2 separate regions of the Gossypium hirsutum genome follow, and region 1 is linked to region 2. The links are chromatin contacts, called in public Hi-C maps. All regions are on one chromosome and are shown on one strand. The core of a region is the stretch at or near the end of the contact, and the rest is flanking DNA. Distances in the headings are between cores, read along the strand shown.

The links. Hi-C and Micro-C count contacts between places; a contact is called where the count stands out from the background.
Region 1: a Hi-C map of hypocotyl shows a contact between it and region 2, with 4 times the contacts expected there. The contact joins the enhancer-like site here to the promoter of LOC107915047 in region 2. A contact is called at or near these places in 15 of 34 Hi-C or Micro-C datasets (anther, callus, fibers and 3 more).

What each region holds. Positions count from the first base shown.
Region 1 is chrD10:9,279,324-9,285,588 of Gossypium_hirsutum_v2.1, reverse strand. No RefSeq gene overlaps it. Among protein-coding and RNA genes, the nearest start is that of LOC107915856, 35 kb to the right of the region's middle. Within about 2 kb of position 4,493, at least 4 of the 9 cell types and tissues checked have an H3K27ac peak or open chromatin away from gene starts, as enhancers often do. A contact at or near this core is called in fibers, hypocotyl and leaf, where this site is marked.
Region 2 is chrD10:9,230,736-9,237,403 of Gossypium_hirsutum_v2.1, reverse strand. LOC107915047 (glucan endo-1,3-beta-glucosidase 14) reads right to left here and starts at 4,540. Exons shown (of 3, transcript XM_016844148.2): 1 at 3,695-4,540; 2 at 2,412-3,451; 3 at 2,125-2,305. The coding sequence starts at 3,791. The coding sequence ends at 2,231. It overlaps LOC107914157 (methyl-CpG-binding domain-containing protein 11), which reads right to left. Exons shown (of 3, transcript XM_016842951.2): 3 at 4,707-5,895. The coding sequence ends at 4,969.

The DNA of each region.
Region 1 (6,265 bases), core at 3,244-5,743, 48 kb before region 2:
TTTCTTCGCAGACGATAACATTGTTTTTAGTGACGCTACAGAAAGAGGGAGTCAGGTGATTAAAAGTATTCTTGAGAAATACGAAAGGACTTCGGGTCAATAAGTAAATTTTGAGAAATTTGTCATTTTTTTCAGTACAAATGTGGAAGAAGAAATGTGTATTCGGATTATTAATCAGTTGGGTGTGAGACGACCTATCAATGTGGAACGATATTTGGGGCTTCCAGCACTGGTTGGAATAAGAAAAAAAGAAGCTTTCTCTCATCTCTTTGACAGGATGCGCACTAAAATTAATATTTAGGCTAATCGCTATCTCTCCCAGGGAGGGAAAGAGGTTTATATTAAGTCGATATTACAAGCTTTGCCTATCTATTCTATGTCTTGCTTTTTACTTCCCAAAACTCTTTGTCATGAGTTAGAAAGAATTATAAATAGGTTTTGGTGGTAGAAAAGTGCTACTCGTAAGGGTATGCATTTGTGTAATTGGTTTGAATTAAGTAAACCTAAGGATCAAGGGGGAATGGGTTTTCGTGACCTCTGTAAGATCAATATCGCCCTTTTGGCAAAATAGGGTTGGCAGTTTATAGTTAAACCTGATTCGTTAGTTGCCCGTATCTTTAAAGCTAAATACTTCTCGCATACAAGTTTCTGGTCTGCTCATTTGGGAACAACCCCATCGTATGTATGGTGTAGTATTTTTGCAGCTAGAAAGGTTTTGGAGGATGGTGTGGGTTGGAGAGTGGGTTCGGGTACTAATATCTCGATATGGAGAGATAGTTGGCTTCCTATTTAGGCGGGGGGAATTCGTAACATGGTGGTTAATGATACAATTTTTATGGTAGCAAACTTATTAGATCACAATTCAAAAACTTGGAAAGAGGAAGCCATTACCTGTGTGTTTACTGTGGAGGAAGTTGAGGCTATCAAGTGTATCCTTCTGTCCCGCCCGATTGATGAAGACATGATTGTTTGGAGGGGTGATAGCTCTAGTGATTATTTTATCCGTAGTGGTTATAGGACCCTCATCGACCATCAAAATACAGAGGAAAGCTCCCAAGATTATAGTGCAATTTAAAAAAAAATTATGGCTTTTAGACATCCCTTCTAAAATTAAAATCACTATTTGGAGACTTTTACACAATATGATCCCTACTGGCTATATTCTATACAATAGGCGAATTGCGTTTTCTCCTTTATGTCCAAGGTGTGGTTTGTCTCTAGAATCAACCATGCATGTCATTCTGAAGTGTGGACCTGCGAATGAAGTATAGAGTCAATTGGGTTTACAATGGGTCACAGATCCTTCTTGTGATAGTTTATGGTATGGGATGGCTTACATTTTTCAGACGAATGATGTTATTGGTTGTAGTAAAATTCTGACTACAATGTGGATGTTGTGGCATGCTCGCAATAAATTTGTAATGGAGGGTAAACAACAATCAGTTCAGGAGATAAGAACAAAATTAAGAGTTTTATAATGGAGAGTTCATTGATTAAAGAGAGATTACCTGAAATGCAGAGAACCATGTTGTCCAAGTGGTTGCCTTCTGAAAAAGCGATTGTAAAGATTAATTTTGATGCAGCGTTTAAGCAAAATCTACATCAGTCGTGTTCAAGTTTCGTCATCAGAAATGATTTAGGGCCGATTATGGAAAGTGGGTCGATTCTGAATAGTAACGTTGTAGATGCTTTTTCAGCAGAGGCTTTGGCTTGTCTCCAAGTCTTAACCTTTGCTAAGGACACGGGGTTCTCACAGGTGGTGATTGAGGGGGACTCTAGAATGACTATAATGAAGGCTCGTAGAGGGATTACAGATAGATCTGTTATTGGAATTTTTACTGAAGATATTAGAGTGATGTCCCTTATTTTATTTCTGTTTTATTTCAACATGCAGATCGAGATTCAAATACTGTTGCCCATACAATTGCTAAAAATGGGTTTAAGCTGGGAAACTCTCATTTTTGGGTTGAAGATGTACCTCATGAAGCTGCTAAGCTGAGATGGTTGAAAATGACCGTCGGTCATTGCAGATTCCTGAAGGGACTTGATTCTACGATTGCTTGTGACCTCTTGACTGGAAGACTATCGGAGTTCTGGGTTTGGATGATTTCTATCTAGAGGAGAAGATGGAAGGTCTCCTTCTATTGATGATTCATTTTCCTCTGCTCCGAGGCAATTTTCTTCTTTTGTTTTGGTTTCTGTTTTATATTTCCTATTAATTACTTCTTTCTTTATAGCTGTTTGTTTGTTCCCCAAATGACTGAAAAGTCAGACTTGTATTTTATTGGGGTTGTTGGATTTGTTTTTTAGTATATTTTTTGCCTCGATTTTTTACTTAAAAAGAAACACTATTATTAAATAAGAGGGTAAACTACAACAATGTCCCTAAACTAGTAGTAAGTTTAAGTTTTGGTCGCTTAACTTCAAAAAATTACAAAATGATCACTAAACTATACAAAAGTTTTCATTTAAGTTACTACGCTATTAAGTTTTTGTTTTTCAAAAGCCTGGCTAGTGGGCTCCAAACGACGATTCGACGATCGGTATAATGGATTAGTACCCATCGACGAATAGAAAAATAAACTTTAGATCCAAGTCGATCTGACGATCAATGTTGGAGATTGAAAAAGAAAGTTGTTTGGATTTTGGTCTACAAATTTGTGACATTCAAAATTGTTTCATGAAAAAAATTGAATTGTAGAAAAGAAGGGAAAGAGAGCTTTTGATTGGTGTAGGCGGTTCGAGCATAAAGGGTTGTATAGCAACGATTTTAACAACCGGTAGCTTGAATGAAAATTTTTGAATAATTTAACGACTATTTTTAAATTTTTTAAAATTGAATAACCAAAACATAAATAAAATATGAATCTCCTTAATTCCTTCAAAACAATTTAGAAACATTGCTTAAAGTCATTTTTACTATAAAAAAATTTACTAATAATTTAGTGACATTAAATATAATTTACCTAAATAAAATAGGAATCTCCTTTTTAAGTCCTTCAAAATAACCATGATAGATTATAACCTTTGCAAGTGTTGGCCCAAAACACATCTCGTTGGGCATGAGCCTATGGCGAGATTTGAGAGCCTTCAGACACACTAGTATCAAAATGACTTTTCATTGAGTTCTAGGAAGGAAAAGAAAAGGTATTTTAGAATACCTCTTATGAAATAAAGGTTAATTGTTTTGCTTCCATTAGTCCCTGAGTTTACCAACTCTCGAACCTTGCCCATGGTTAAGTGATAAAGATTAACACCTAACCATTGAGAACAAGGAGTGAGCCAGTGATATGTTTTATAGATTTTATATTATAACCCATAATGGGTACATGGCAACAATTACATTTTTATTACGAAGAAAATTTTGTTATGCATTCTGTGACTGAAATGGTAAGCTGGTTGGCAAATTTTAGAATTAAGTTTTTTGTTTAGTTTATTAATTGCATTTTAAATTGGGTTGAGTTTACATAAACCATTTTTAATGGTAAGCTAGTTGACTGGCATAGGTCGGGTTTAGAGTGTTACTTTAGGTTTTAGATAATGAATTTAATTGTTTTTGAATTAGTGATTTAATATAAATTAAACATATATAATTTTATATAATAATATTTGGGTCAGGCTCAGGTAAAAAATTTTTGTCCAAGGCTCAACCTATATAGAAAACAAGTCTTAAATTTTATCCAAGTCTATATTTTAAATTTCATATTTTACATAAACCACTGCACTCTCCCCACTACCCTTCCTTGTCCACCCTTGGTCCCGCTTGAGTCCTAATGCTGCCATTATGTTACACTAACACACACCAGCTGCTCCACCCTTGCTTCTCAAAGTATCAGCAATCACCATAGAGCAACCTAGGCCATCGTTTCGGCCCACTGCCACAACCAAAGCCAGCCACATCGTAGCAAGATCAAGCCTGCATCTCCGACCACCCTCTTAGTCATTACCCTAAATAGTTTAAAAATCAAAAGTTTTTATAAATTTTTATAATAAATTTATAATTTCTTAAAACTTTAATATTTTTTCAATAATTATTAAAATCTTAATGTATATTTGTAATTTTTATAAGTTTCTTTTATAATTTCCTATAATTGGATAAATTTTAAATAATTTTTATAAGCTTTACAATTTTACCATATTTTTATAATTTTTATATTAAAAAAATGAAAGATTAAATCTAGTGCTTCTGTGTGTCCATTAGCTGATTTTAATGGCCAACAAAGACAAATACAAAAATTATTAGTAGAAGGGTTTAATTAAATTTTTGAGCGATAATGATTCAATTGGGTGCGAATTAAGTCGAATAGCTTAATTATTATTATTTTTTAAATTCTTCTTATGAACTTTTCATACTTACAACTTACAAGACATTAATTTTTTAATTATTTTAAATAAATCGACTAACCAACTTCACGGATAAAACCAATTATAATAGAATGATGGGGGGTTAAATATAAGAGAATAAACCAATTATTGGCTCACCCCTAAAAAGACTACAGGCCATGGCCCAAAATACATCAGGTTGGGCATGAGCCTATGGCAACAATTTCACACATTTACTCCTATCAAAATGGATTTTTCCTTGAGTTCTCATAAATGATTTCTTTTTCATTTTTTTGTTTACTTTTTAAAGAAAACAAAATGGATTTTTACTTCAATTTATATAAATGATTTTTTTTCATTTTCCTTTATTTTTTAAATAAAATAAAAAGGTATTTTAGAATACCTCATTTCGTATTTTAATTTTGGTTTTGGTTTTCTTTGATTTCCTATGCTTACCGGCTCTCGATCCTTGTCAAGGATAAGTGAAAAGCACTTAACCATTGAGGACAAGCAAAGAGCCAGTAACCCATTTCCCCAACTTTAACTTTTATTATCATTTCCATCACATTTAGATTCCGCTATTAAAAAGAATCCAAGAGCCTGCAGTAAAATTCAATATGGGTCAAGTCAAAACGGCAGCAGCAACTACAATAATAATAATTCTTTTTTATATTTTATTACAAAGTAAATTGATTATTGCATTTTGTGTTTTAACTCGAATGCTAAGGTGGATATGTTTAAGAATTAGAGTATTTGTATCATGGTAGTCGGCAATAGTGGTTGATATAATTTTAGTCTTTAATTTATACATGAGTAATTGTTTTGATTGTAATCGTAAAGTTGAAGAGTTTAAGAGTGGGTTTGGATGGGCGATTGGGTGCGGTGCGGTGCGTTTAGCTTACTTTTTGTCTCACGCTACAGTATCGTTACAGTATCTAATCTCACCGCCACCGCTGTTTTTACACTAATGGCTCCTTTGGATGCCAACGCACAACAGTGCGTTGAATTTTTTCCCCTTTATTATCAATCTCATTGCACTGGACTGGACTCTGGACAGCCTTTGAATGTGTTGGCTTCCAGCACAGTGAGGAGTTTCTACTGCACTGGACAGCTTTAAGCTGACCGGTAAAAGTTCCAGTAGGGCAGTAGACATTTTTAGAAGACAATAATACCCTAAATATTATACCAAACCCCATTCATTCTCTTATCTCAAATTCAGCAAGATTCTTAGAAGAAGAAGAAGAGCTAGCTAACCTTTCTAACAGGAACATGATTACGAGGATGTTTGGTTTTCAAATCAACAGTAAGATAATGTTTGGGTTTTGCTGATGAAGAGCTGAAACGAATCAAACCAGCTTCACGAGCAGATTTAAAGTACTGAGTTATGGGCAATTCATTTGCATGATCCCAGTCTCCAAATGCTGGAATTTGCCCACTTCTCTTGCAATTATAATCCTAGTTAAACAGGCAAAACAAGAAAAATCCCACCTTAGATTTAGCTTTAAAGAAGAAATTCAAACAAGAAGAGAAACACAACTTACATCCATGGTGGTCGGCTGTTATTTTGAATCTAAAATAAAAATAAGAGCAAATTGAAAAGGTGTTAGGTGACTTTTAAGGGTTGTGTTTAAAGAAAGTGAGATGAAAAAGTTGAAAAGAAGATATGGGGATTCTCAAGGAAGTTAAAAGAAGATACAGATTCTAGTTTCAGAAATTACACTGAAGAAGAGAATGAATTTAATCTAGCAATGATGTTATTACTTGGTCTATATTTTTTCCCTAATTTTGGCTTAAATTATTAGGCATTAGTTTCACAAACTGGAAAAAATAAGAAGGCATGAACGGGTATTCAGAGAAGAAAAGAACATGAAGAAGAATGAGTTGGAATGGATGAGTTTAATCATATTTTTATTTTGGAAAAAATTAAATAAAAATAAAAATC
Region 2 (6,668 bases), core at 3,291-5,790:
CGAAAAATAATAATTTCAAAATAAAACATAATACATGCTCTTTTTTTAAAAACATATATATACAAAATAATAATAATTACATATGAAAATTATAAGATAAGATAAAAACAATTGCATTATCCAAAAAAAATATTGATTTTTAAAGAAAATATGAAAAAGTGACTAAATTGAATTGCAAGTAAAAATATAGGGTAAATATGCAAATAAATAAAATCTGGAGGATTAAATTGAACGCGAGAATTACATAGAGGGGCTGGAAGGGCAATTTTCCCTTCTCCTCTAAAACGGCGCCGTTCAAAAGGATTAAATTGGAATTTAAAATAAATAAAAGGGTAAATTAAAAAAATAAAAAACTTAATTACAAAACCATTAAAAGGTGGAGGGGCTAAATAAAATTCGTAGTGGTATCACCTTCTCCCCTTTTTTAAAATCGTAAATAAGTAAAAAAATAATCGAAAGAAAAAAATAGTGAGTCACCTTTAAAAAACTGTCAATTGTTCTCTTTTTTATTCCTCCTCCCTCTTTTTCCTCCCCCTTTACAATGAAGGGAGAGGCCTCTATTTATAGTAGAGCCTCCCTAAATCCAAAGGTACAGATCAATTACATCAACGGCTGAGATTAAAGGGTATCTACAAATTAAATCTCTAAGATTACAAAATCATATCTTCTAAGATTACATATCATATCTAAGATTGCATATATCATATCTAAGATTGTATATCCTCGAAGATTATGTTTCCATATGTGAGCCCGGGCTAAAATTGGGTATTACATTGTTGATTTGGGTTTTATACATTTGAAACATTTGTCTTTGTCTTAATGATTTGAGTTTTGTTGAAGGTATGGTTATGGTTCGTTTTTGCTAAAAAATGATAATGTTAGGTGTTAACTATGGTGGTGAAGGTGGAAACGGGTTTAGCAATGGTTAAGGAGTTGTTTGAGATGAGTTTATCTCAGTTTTGACAAGTAAGCAATGAGTGAAGGATGAAGGTCGATGAAAATGACTATTAAGCTTGTGGATGGTGAAAAAGATAAAAACTTTACGAAAATATTTTCTTTTGTAATTTTTTGGAAATGCTCTGCTTTGCAAATAGTATTTGGTTGTCAAGAAAATAATGGAAAATCTTGATGAAGTTTTAACTTTTAAGCATTGAAATCATGTGAAAAAAATCCATATCATTAAAATTTATACTTATTTAAAGCCATGTTTCAAAAATAAGTTTTTTAACCGGCATAACGGTCATGTCATCAATTTCATTAGTTTTTAACGGTCAACATTCGTTAAAGAGTCTATTTGATTAATTTTCTTAGTTGAAAGGTTCAATTGGGTGCGAAAAGGTCGGAGAAACTTAATTAATTTTTTTTAAAAATATCAAACTATTAAAAACATAAGAACAATTATAATATATTCAAAATGGTTCTGAAAATGTAATTAACTTAAATTTAGAATAAAATTTGAAATAAAAAATAAAACATACATAAATTCCCAAAACCTCATTAAAAAAAAAGTAAAGATTTGATTTTGTTTGGTGCTATTCTCGTGGAATAAGAAATCAAATGTTTGCATTTAAAATTTATTAAATTCAAATTTCAAAATCAGAAAATAATTTAAAATGGAATGAATCAAAATGTTATATTTAATCCAGTATCTGATTTGAATTAATGCTTTTGTTGGCTATTAGAATTTTCCCACCAAGAGAACAACAACATATATCCCAAATATTGAATGCTGTCTTAATTGCTTTAAATGTTAGAAATGTGCACCGCACTTTCAAAATTGAGATAATTAATTCCAACATTACAATATTAATTTACTACTAATTATACCTTTTTTTTATTTGGTGATGTTGTAGGCTAAATTTATTAAATCAGGATGAAATTGATAAATTGTGTAAACTTTAAAAGCTAAATTTATTATTATACTAATAAAAATATGCACAGTTGATTGTCTTTAGTTACTTATTTTCGAAATGAACATTAAAATTAAAAAGTTTTCAGCTCAAATTATTCTATAGTTAGGAATGGGATTCTTATAATAGTTTAATTAGATTTAAAATTTTATTTAATAAATTAATAAAAATATTAAATTATGAAAAGATATTTTGGTAAATAAAAAAGGAAATTGGAGGCTTGAGAAATAGAAGTTTTATTGTTGAATAAACTTGGTCGGATAAGAACTTCTCTATACAAAGAATCCAAAGTTAGTAAATAATGTTGATAATCCTAAAGACTAGAGTAAAACAACAGCCCAAGCCGTGGAAACCAATAAATAAGACCATCTTAACCAACCCTGCCCCGCAATTTCCTGCAAACAAAACCAATGTTGACAAAATTAACTACACAAATCAACAACAGTAATCATATTCAAATGGAATGTTATGAGATAGGCAATGAAGAAAAGCAAAGCATACCTTAAAAGAGACAAGTATGGAGGGTGGTGCTGCAGAAGGCACCAGTCCAGTGAACCCAACATCATACGCAATGCTTCCATCAGGTTTGAACAATCCAAAGTTTCTCTCGGATGTTGGCCCAGGCTTTAAATTTTCATTGAACAGTGCAAAAACATAAGCCTTGATCACCATCTTTGGCCTAAATGGGGTTCCCTTCTTCTTAGCCAATAGTTTACGCAGGTTCCGGTTGTAAGTCCTTGCGTTCTTCACGTTTGCACCAGCTTCATCAGGATCCCCACGCGAAGCCCAACTGGTTTCAGAAACAATGACTTGCATCTTGTTGAAACCAGCTTTGTCCAATGCTGCATAGGCTGCATCTACCTGAGCTTCAAACATGTTATCGTAATGTAGCTTCGTTTTTGCATCATAAATCCCACGATTATCTTTGAATAATGCGTAGTTAATGTCGATGTGTTGAGGGTCATTCTTGTAGGCTAGGAATGGATATGCGTTTATATAAAACGGAGAGCCAATCTGTGAGAAAAACTCCAATAGTGGCTTCATGAAAGGAGCAACATCGGGTCTGAAGATGCAAGCTGATGGTGGGAAAGAATTGGCAAATACAGCTTCTGAATGTGGACTTGAAACCTCAACAGTATGCTGTAAACCCAATCTGTATAGAGCACTATAAACATTCTTTGCTGCTGGTAATAAGACCTCCCAAAGTTCTATAGTTGTCCCTCCCAATATCTCATTGCCGACGGCTATTCCTCGGATTCGAGTATCGGGAAGGAATGCCTGTACGTTTTCTTGTACCCAATTCATGGCACGGTCCTCACCTATACTTATTTCTTTTAAATATTCATTGGGAAGTCCAATTATAATTTCTATACCGGACCCTTTAAAGGCCTGGAGAACTCCGTGATCTGCGTCGTAGATTCGAATGTGGTTTATCTTTGCAGCTTTTAGAAGCGTCACCACGCTTTCTGGTTGTGGTAGGTTGTTTGCTATTCTGCCATAGTTTACTCCATAGGTCCATGTGACTGAATGTTTAGCTGAAACTGCATGATCACACACATCACCAATAATATATGTGCTTTAATTAGACATGGGCAATAATACAGTCATTGAAACGCAGAGTAATTCATCAACTCAGCATGCAACCAAACTTATAATGGATTAAAGCAAAGCAGCCATATTGATGAAAAAAAGGGACCTTTTTCTTTTTAAAATTTTTTTATGGTGTATTACATATGCAATAAGTATCAGCAAAAAGAAAAGATACAATAACGAAAGGTGCATACCAGGAGAGAATATGACAGAGAAGATGAGGAAGAGCCAGAGAAAGATAGAAGAACCCATATGAAATGTAGGAAGATAAACGGAGGATGTGCATTCCATTTGTAGAAAAGAGGTGGGGTTGGTCCAGTCTTTGATGACTTAAAAACTATAGCAAAAAGAAAGGCAAGACTTGTTAATGCAGGCATGTCACAAAAACCACCCAAGAAAATATTCTTAAACCTTATTTAAAGATGATGTACCAAAAAGGCTTTAGAAATAAAGAAGAGGACGAAGATTCTTAACCTTAACCCAAAGTTCAAAAAAAAAAAAAAAAAAAACTAAAAGATTCTTACTATCAAAGTATGCCTTTTCTGCAACTTTCTATTCTTGGGGGCTTGTCCATAAACAAATGACACTGTTACTCGTAAAAAGTACATGTGCCCCTCGTGTATGCAGATGGATAGTTGAATAAATTTTATGTATACCTTTCTTGGGATATGAGGAGAAGTGAATCATTGGTTAATGATGGAAATAAGTTTGGCTTTTGCTTGTTGCTTTTGCATTATAGAAGAGGTGGCATGATTATTAAGCTACTTAATCAAGCTTAGTGAGGAAACAGTTTTGTAGGTTAACGAAAAGCCTACTTTTATATTCATATGGAAAACCTTTGAATAAAGAAAAATATAGCTCTTATTTAACAGTTTTAAAAATCATTGGCAAAACACCTTCGATTATTGCTTTGAAAACAACGCAGCATGTGCATACCCAGCAAAGATAGAAGATGCTCATGAAGGATAGCTATCAATGTTGCCTTTTAACTCCAAATAATTATGTAAACAAATCATGAGAGCGAAACACCTACCTACATGCTTTAACCAGGGTTTAAAAAGCTGCACGTTAAGCAAGGGCATGACGGTTCCATGCACCAGGAACCATTGCATGGTTCCGAATAGTTATAACAGAAAAAAAACACCAGCATATTGTGTCAACAACATATCAAGCATACACAGCGCAGTTAGTCAATGACATAACATGTAATGTTCGATCTGAGACTTGAGCCACTAACCATAAATCACGAGTTCCATGTGCCTACAATCTAAGTTCTGCACAATGTAACAAAAGCTGCGACGTTCAAACCTACTTCTTACAGGGATACAGGTTGATTGCTATCCCACTAACAAACAAATCTAGCAGAAACATCATTAATGTTACAGTCATCCATGGAATCATCATAGAGGTTACAGGCAAATACAATAAACTAGAATACCACAGGGTGGCTAGGATACTGGTGGTCATATTAGTTGCTTGCAGGAGCAGATCCTGTAGGTTGTGGGGTATCAGCTTTCCCACCTTCTTTAACCTTACCATTTTCAATCACCTCCCCATCTACTGCCTTGCCTTTGTCCTCGACCTCAACACTACACTTGCCAGCCACCTCCTGTAAACCTTGTGTCTCTTTGGCTTCTCCCTCAGATACAGGGACTGCTCCATTTGGATTCTCTTTCTCTACTCCCCCGTTAGCTTCCAATGTCACAGTTTCTGGGTTTTCTGGTTGTTTCTCACATGTACCATTCTCCTCTGCCTGAGTTTGTGGCACCTTTTCAGTAGGGGCTTCCCCTTCTTTTGCAGTTTGAGTCCCATCTGTGCAACTAGCTTCTGCAGGTTTCTCTTGAACCTCCATTGCAGTCGGGGTTTCTTCAGTACCAGCAGCCTCTTCTTTTTTGCCAGCCTCTGCAGTTTCTGGTACCTTAACATCTGTACCAGCTTCATCCATCTTGGTGTCAGCATGCCCAGTCTGATCTGCCACTTCTGTTTTACCTCCATCCTGAACCTGAGTTTCGATGGAAGTATCTTTTTCTCTTTCAGCTGCCGCAGTTTCCTTTTCAGTGGCTGGTGCATCTTCCTTTTCATTTTCTTTCTCACCTTCGGATTTTTCAGGAACGGCCTCTGTTTCCTTGTTTTCCTTCTTTGCACTCAATGATTTTCGGCCTCGCTTCTTTGGGGGTTCCTTTTCTGGTGTTGGAGCAGTCTTGGCCTTTTCACTGATCCTTGCTGATCTTCTAGGGGTCTCACCGGTACCCCAATCAAAATCTGTTATTGGAGGATTACCAGGGTGTGATTTTAGATATTGCTCCAACTGTTTCCTGCTACTAATCTCCTCCCCAGTTGGTGCAATGAACATGATCTCAGTCTTCCTGGGTGAACCGACTTTCTTGGGAGAAAACTGTAAACAAAAACCGGAAAGACATTTTATACAAGTATACTACAGCCAAATTAATTAAAGAAGAAGCACAATAACATGAACACTGAAATATGCAATTCAAAATGTATCATAATCCATCTGCATGTTTCAGATCATACAAAACAAGTGGAAGACACAAAGTTATTGTCGATCTATATGTAGTCAAGACCTAAGTTGCTAAGGGAATGTTTAATTTCTGCCAAAGGGCCATGCCAAATGATTCAATGACATCAACAAATTTAAATACTTAAAAGAAAAAAATACTAACATCGGAATGATCATGAAACAATTCAACGCTGATCAAGCAGAGGACTACTAGATACAAAGTAAAAGAAAAGTTTGTACAGTGTCTACACACAGAGAGAGGAAAACAATATTACTAAAATTTGGACATTTCTTTCTTTTAAGAGAAAAAGTTTAGGTATGGGGAGGTTATCTAGTCCGAGTCGGGGCATGCCACTGGTTTAATAAAAAACTGAAACTGGTATTTATAGATTACTCGCCAAATAGAATTACTGGTGAGACTTAAACCCTGGGGCTTGCCACGGTGCTAAAATAAACTGAATCAACTCATGCTGGTAAGTTCGGACATTTCAATCCACTGCAGTTTTTAGGATTTTCCAGACCATATAATTAAGTGGTTTATCAGCAACGTTCAGCCCTTTGCTCATGTTTTAATTCCCTGTATGTAAATACTAAATCTAGCCGTACTCAAAATCGAATAATGTAGGGATTATAATTTGCTTCAATTGATT